2 separate regions of the Macaca mulatta genome follow, and region 2 is linked to region 1. The links are chromatin contacts, called in public Hi-C maps. All regions are on one chromosome and are shown on one strand. The core of a region is the stretch at or near the end of the contact, and the rest is flanking DNA. Distances in the headings are between cores, read along the strand shown. Region 1 holds the start of OLFM2 (olfactomedin 2). Region 2 holds the start of EIF3G (eukaryotic translation initiation factor 3 subunit G).

Region 1 (3,498 bases), core at 716-3,215:
TCACCCTCCAATTGCAACTCTGGCAGCAAACTCTGGCACCCTAGCCAATCTTGGTGAGAAGACAGAAAATCTAGGGTCTCCCTAGCAGGGGGTGGAGGAGAAGCCACAGGGGGTGGCTCCAAGGATAATTCAACTTGATTCCTGGTTCATTTTTTTTCCAGCGGTTTCTCAAGTGTGTGCCTCTTTTGGTCTTTTATCTCTCCCAGGTGTGTCTCTTTGCTTCTCTCCGGCTCACACATCCATTGAGTACCTACTGTGTGTGGCCTGATGCCTGGCGCTGGGCACAATCCCTATTCCACCCAGCGCGTGGGTGCTTAGATGCGTGGGGAAATGGAGGAGCGAGGGAGGGGACCCCACAACCTCTCCTCGTGGCCTAGAAATCCTTCTATCTGGAGTCTAACCTCCATTCCTCCCAACACCCCCCTCGGGGTGAGTACAAGGGTCTGATTCTTTTCTTGATGAGGAAGGGGAATGTGCCCAGATTGTTTCTCCCCTGCCTATCTACCTAAAAACCTCCCCCTAGCAATGTCTTCACGGACGCTGTCCACACCCATGGAGCGGATTATTTAACAAGAGGGTAATCGTGTGGGCTCAGGAGCCAGACTGCCTCGGCTCAGTCCCACCTCTGTCACTCTCGAGCTTGAGCAAGTGATTTAACTTTTCTGTGCCTCAGTTTCCCCATCTATAAAATGAAGGTAACAATACCATGCCCTAGTAGACAAGAGGCAGAGGGGGTTAAATGCCTTAGTCTGTGCTGTGTGATTGAAACAGCACCCCTCAAATTAGCACGTAATGAATGCTCACTGTTATTATAATGACTACTTTATTATTTTTGATCCCAGCTTCCCTGTGAACTCCTACAGAGCTGAGAACTTGGGGGTGCTCTCACCCCCAAGATGGAGGAGGAGAAGGGGGCTTTCCAATAGCAAAAGAGAGCGTGGACGCCCCACATTCTGCAAGGCTCCCTGAGCCTGCCCAAGAGAAGGGTGCCAGGGGGAGGGAGATGCTTCTATAAGGGCATGAATGGCGTGTGCGGTTGTGAGCAAGGCACCAAGACACACACACGTGCATGGATGGACACGTTTGCACACACAGCGCTTGCGCGCGCGCGCGCGCGCACACACACACACACCCTTTTAGAATGATTTACCCAAAGGTACAGAATAGCACACGCTGACTCCAAGGCTCTCACACGGCCACACACCTGGCCACACACGTATTGTACAACACCCAGTCATCCGGAGCCAGTAATGAGGACACGGTCACACACAGACTCTCTCACATACCGATCACACCCCAACTCAGGCACTACTTGGACAAGCCCCCCAACCGCCACACACACAAACTCCCCCCGGTCACACCCAACCACGACACAAAGACACACACGTTTACCCTGCACCCCCAAAGCATTTCACACGCGTCCCCGTCAGTCACTCTCACGTGAGTCCCGCCCCCTGCCCCACACTGGGGGCTGCAGGCGAGGAGTGGGGGGCTTCAGAAACTGGGCATCTCGGCCCCGAAGAGGAAGTCAAGGGTAAGCAACTGTCCCCGTCCAAAGCCCCCTGAAGTTTCCCTCCCAACCCCACTCAGCTCCCGCGAGATGGCGGGGTGGGGGCTCGAGGCCGTGGAGGGGTTGAGAACCCCAAAGATGCCACCCCCAAACCAGCCCAACCTGAGGCTGGATTTGAAGCCCCCCTTGTCCTCTCCCAAGCCAGAGAGTGCACGTCCCGGCCCCTCCCCCGCTGTGCGACCCCCGTCCCTCGCCGCCCTGCAGCTGGGGGGGCTTGTGGAGCCTCCCAACACCGTTTCTGCAAGAACCTTCCGTGCCCCCCTCCTCTCCCGGAGCCACCCGCGCCCGCACCTGCCCGCCGGGCCCCTACCTGTCCGGCCAGGCCTGAGCACAGCAGCAGCAGCAGCGGCGGCGGGACCGTGAGCGGCCACATGACGCGCCCCCAGCCCGGCGTCCCGACCCCCGCCCGCCCTAGCGGCGTCTCGGCGCGGGGACCGCCACCAGGCGCGACCCCGCCCGCCCGGCCGGGGCGACCCTGCGCCGCCGCCTCCCCCGCCTCGCCGGCGGCTGGGATTCCGCCCCACCCCCGCCCCCTCGCTTGCTCCGAGTCTTTGTTGCGGGCTCCGCCCCCCGCCCCGCCCCCAGCTCGTCTTCGGGCGCAGCTCGAGCAGGGTCGGGTGGGGGGGTGGGGGACGGGGAAGTGGGGGAGCCAGCACCAGCGAGGGGACCTGAGGACAGGACTTGGCAGCGCCCCCCAACCCCCAGGCCATTCCGGGAGCGGGTCGCGGAGGTGGGGGAGGGGTGCCCGTCACGTGTTTGTAAATTTCACCCTCCAGGGGACATTTCCCACTTTGCAGGTGGGAGGGGGATGAATGGTTGAGGGAGAGGAGTAGGAGGAAGGCCTGGTAGCAGAGAAGAGAAATGATGAATGCTCCCTCCCTAAAAACTCAAGAGTCAACAGGGAAACTGAGGCAGAGTCTGAAATTGGAAGTTGGAGGAGGGGTCAGTGCCAGGACAAGACGGGTGGGGCATAGATGGAGACGGGGAATAAGAGGGAAAAAATTGGGGTTGGGGGGGACAGGAGACCGAGAAACAGGCAAGAGGCCAATGGAAATGGCCACGTGGGTGAGCCTGGCCTCCAAAAGGGGCGTCTCGTTTTCACTCTCCCCGGGCGCCCCATTTCCCCACCAGTCCTCCCGCTGGAAGCCTCCCCGCCTCCGCCACACCTGGAAGAGTTTCTCCTCGCTCCTGTTTCAATAGCCCAAGATGAAAGACCACATCCCCCGAGAGAATCAAAATATTAACACCGCCTCCACGCGAAGCCATTTGCATATGAAGGGCGTCCTTGTCTAGCCTCTCTTTCGGGAGGCTTTCCAGCCTTTCTCTGCCTCTCACTCCTCCAAAAGTGTTCCTAGGCCGGGCGCGGTGGCTCACGCCTGTAATCCCAGCACTTTGGGAGGCTGAAGAGGGCGGATCATATGAGGTCAGGAGTTCAAGACCAGCCTGGCCAACATGGCAAAACCCCATCTCAACTAAAAAATACAAAAATTAACCGGGCGTGGTGGTGCATGCCTGGAATCCCAGCTACTCGGGAGGCTGAGACAGGAGAATCGCTTGAACCCACGAGGCAGAGGTTGCAGTGAGGGAGATCGTGCCATTGCACTCCAGCCTGGGCAACAGGAGGAAAACTCGTCTAAAAAAAAAAAAAAAGTGTCCCTAGTCGTCTTCCCTCCCCACCCCTCCAGGGATTTAGATGTATGTAGGGAGAGGTGGAGGAGGAGGGCGGGTAAGTAAGTCAGATTAGAAAGAAATTGGGCATAAAATATGGGAGGCTAGGAAGCCTGGCATTTTTGTGACCCTGATACTGATGGGCTAGGAGAGATCTCCCCAGACGCTGGTGGGGCATCCAGGCTCTTAACACTGTTGCAGGAATGAATTCAAGGAGGAATCATAAAATAATGAAAAGTTCAGAGATTTTTTGTTAAAGG
Region 2 (3,645 bases), core at 911-3,410, 180 kb after region 1:
TGTTCTAAGTGTATTTATTGCTAATGCTTCTAACTGCTGCGACCACCTCCTGCCTCTGTTCCTCCAGGCTGACAGGCCAAGAGGAACAAGAATCTAACCCCGGCTGGGCCCGGTGGCTCCCTCCTGTAATCCCAGCAATTTGAGAGGCAAAGGTGGGAGGATCTCTTAAGCCCAGGAGCTAGAGACCAGCCTGGGCAACATAGTGAAACCCCATCTCTACAAATAATTAAAATTAGCCGGGTGTGGCAGTGCACACCTGTAATCCCAGGTTGGCTTGAGCCTGGGAGTTCAAGGCTGCAGTAAGCTATGATCGTGCCACTGCACTCCAACCTGGGCAACAGAACTGGACCCTGTGTCTTTAAAAAAATTAAAAGAATCTAACTTTCACTCGATATTTATAATGGAATTTATTTGACATTTATTAATATAATTTGATATCTATCATCAAACTTTTATTAGATATTTATCATTTAATCGCTATTTATCATCGACTCCTATGCCCTGGACTTTCCAGAGTCCCAAGAGAGTGTAAGCACTCCAGGCCTCAGTTCAGCTTCAACAAAATAGGTACAAAGAGTTAAGCCCGGCTGGGTGCGATGGCTCACGGCTGTAATCCCAACACTTTGGGAGGCCGAGGCAGGTGGATAACGTGAGGTCAGGAGTTCGAGACGAGCCTGGCCAACATGGCAAAACCCCGTCTCTACTAAAAGTACAAAAATCAGCTGGGCGTGGTGGCGCATGCCTGTAATCCCAGCTACTCAGGAGGCTGAGGCAGGAGAATCACTTGAACCCAGGAGGCGGAGGTTGCAGTGAGTCGAGATCGTGCCACTGCACTACAGCCTGGGGGACAGAGCGACACTCTGTCTCAAAAAAAAAAAAAAAAAAAAGAGTTAAGCCCCATCTCTTAACAAAAAGGTCCCGGAGCACGGTTTCCCAATTCCTCTGGGTTAGCCCTGGGGAAGGAGCGCCTCACCTTCCTCCTTGCAACAGCCTTTGAAGCCTTCCGGGTCTCAATCCTGAAGGTGCGGACAATCTGAGGATGGCAGGGGAGAAGGGTCAGGCTTCTGGGACTAGGGGATCTCCTTTACCAACCCCCTCAGCACACCCCGCCGCCTTCTGGTCTAAGGGACCCCCTACCCTCACCTTGAACTTCTTGCCATCCTCATCTATCTTGTACTCTGTCACTGTCTTTATGTTTCCGTTGATGACTTCCTTGGGAGGTGGCAGTGGAGCTGGGAGAAGGGGAAAAACAGAAGGACTGAGTCCTGGGTCATGGGGATCAGGAGCGGCAGGGCTGGAGGGAGAGGCAACCCGGACACGGAGTGGCAGTCCTCACTCACCTCCCGGCAGTAGCTCTGGCTCTGGGCTGGTGTCGCCAGTGGCCAGAGGGATCCCCTTGAGGAGCTCGCTGGTGACACATTTGTCTGCAAGAGGCAGCGTGGGGAGGAGGGGTCAGGTCCAGGGCAGGAGCTCCCCAGCTGCGATGGAAGGGCCTTTGGGATGATGCCTACAGCAAGAGCTGAGAAAGGCAGGCCAAGGGCAGAGGGCTGACCAGGCAGCGCACTGGGATAGCCCTGTGGGGACTTGGAGTGGCAAAGATGGGGGATCCCTCGTAGGAAGGTGGGTGCCAGGCCATGAAGCCAACCAGGCGCCAGTAGACAAACAGGAGACGGGAGATTACAACTTCCTCCCTGGAGTAAGGCAACAGCTGGGAGGACTTCGGCAGTAACATGGGAGGAACAGGGACCCGCCCGGGAACACCTGGAGTTGGCAACAGGCAGGTCCCAAGGAGGATGGCGCGGGGCAGGGGCTGGTCGTGACGGGGGACACGGTGCCAGACTGCGAGATGGAAGCAGGCGTCAGTCGCCCGGCTCGGGCCTGGCCGCGATTACCCCGGGCGACCGGGTACACTTACCGTCCTCCCCCTCCTCCTCCACCTGGTCAGCCCAACTGGGCTTCGAACTGCGGAAACAAATGTGTGGGAAGCGAAGATTAAGTCAGCAAGGCCCGGTCCCCGCAGCCTCGGCACACCCAGGCCCCATAATACTGCCCAGAGCACCCCAACCGCTTCCCATGCCCCCCTCCGCGATCCCGGACTCACTCAAAGTCTCCAGTAGGCATCGCAAAAAGTATTCTCCACGCAGCCCAAGCCTGGCCAGAGAGCGGAAGTGGGTGGAAAACGAGACTTCCGGTGTCGCCGTCGCCGCTAGAGAGGCCCAGCCGCGGCACCCACAACGACACCTGCGGACGGAGGTGGAGGCGCACGCGGCTGTGTGTGCTGCTGAACGCTGCTGGTACCAGAGCAGGGCTGGCGGGGCAGAGGCTGATTTCAGTGCTGGTCCTATTAACCTTTAAAATTAAAATAGGCGGGGCGCGGTGGCTCAAGCCTGTAATCCCCTCACTTTGGGAGATCGAGGCGGGCGGATCACCTGAGGTAAGGAGTTCGAGACCAGCTTGGCCAGCGTGGCGAAACCCCGTCACTACTAAAAATACAAAAATTAGCTGGGCGTGGTAGTGCGCGTCTGTAGTCCTAGCTACAGATTGGAGGCTGAGGCAGGAGAATCGCTTGAACCCGGGAGGTGGAGGTTGCAGTGAGCTGAGATTGCGCCACTGCACTCCACCCTGGCGACAGAGCGAGACACCGTCTCAAAAAACAAAACAAAACAAAAAAAAACCCACACACACAAAAAACCAAAATTAGCCAGGCGTGGTGGCGGGCGCCTATAATCCCAGGGACTCGGGAGGCTGAGGCGGGAGAATCGCTTGAACCCACGAGGCGGAGGCTGCAGTGAGCCGAAATCACACCACTGCAGTCTAGCCTGGGCTGCAGAGTGAGACTCTGTCTGAGAAAAAGAAGTAAAATTAAAATAAATAATAATAATCATAACAAGGCTCACTTATTGAGTGCTTGTTGTATATGAAGCACGGTGAGGAGGATATTACTTCCATTTTACAGCTGAGGAAACTGAGGCTCAGACTGGGTCCGGTGGCGCATGCCTGTAATCCTGCACTTTGGGAGACTGAGGTGTGGGGATCGCTTGAGGCCAGGAGTTTGAGACCAGCCTGGGCAGCATAGTGAGAACCCCTGTCTCTAAAATAGAAAAAAAAAAGAAAAAAGAAACCAAAGCTCAGGGAAAACAATCCTTTTGCTTAAACTGTTCCTTATCTTCTTTCCCGATCTCAATGATTCAGATGCCAAGTCGCCCCCCTCCCCAGCCACTCCCTCTTCTTTTCTTTGTAGCCTTCTTGGCTTTCCGGTATAATTTTGTGCATTTACTTGTTTATGGCTCAGCTGCTTGCTCTAAGCACAACCGTCCTCAGTTGGAGTGATTCATGATGACTCCCCAGGGGAAAAAACTGCTTTTCAGGGAGGAAAAAAATCTTAGCTATTGTGGTCTTCTAAAGCCAGCTCTATCAGCCATCTTATTCCTAAGTATTTAGTTTCTGCCTTTAGGGAGATATTAAATGTAATTAAATTGAAATTAATTTAGTTGATGTAAATTCAATTTTAGAATAATTCGGGTTTTCTCCTAAGGAGGGTGATATGAACAAAAAAAGTTTGACAATGCCGGATGCAGTGGCTTACACGTGTAATCCCAGCACTTTGAGAGGCCGAGGCGGGCAGATCTCTTGAGGTCAGGAGTT

Evidence for each region. A called contact is a pair of places that touch in the nucleus more often than the background predicts.
Region 2: a contact with region 1 is called in a Hi-C map of liver, with 6 times the contacts expected there. The contact joins the promoter of EIF3G here to the promoter of OLFM2 in region 1. A contact is called at or near these places in 4 of 14 Hi-C or Micro-C datasets (blood, fetal cortex germinal zone, fetal cortical plate and 1 more).

Annotation. Positions count from the first base shown.
Region 1 is chr19:10,645,898-10,649,395 of T2T-MMU8v2.0, forward strand. OLFM2 (olfactomedin 2) reads right to left here and starts at 1,966. Exons shown (of 6, transcript NM_001265909.1): 1 at 1,881-1,966. The coding sequence starts at 1,943.
Region 2 is chr19:10,827,659-10,831,303 of T2T-MMU8v2.0, forward strand. EIF3G (eukaryotic translation initiation factor 3 subunit G) reads right to left here and starts at 2,161. Exons shown (of 11, transcript NM_001266735.1): 1 at 2,102-2,161; 2 at 1,916-1,962; 3 at 1,341-1,424; 4 at 1,144-1,232; 5 at 974-1,033. The coding sequence starts at 2,121.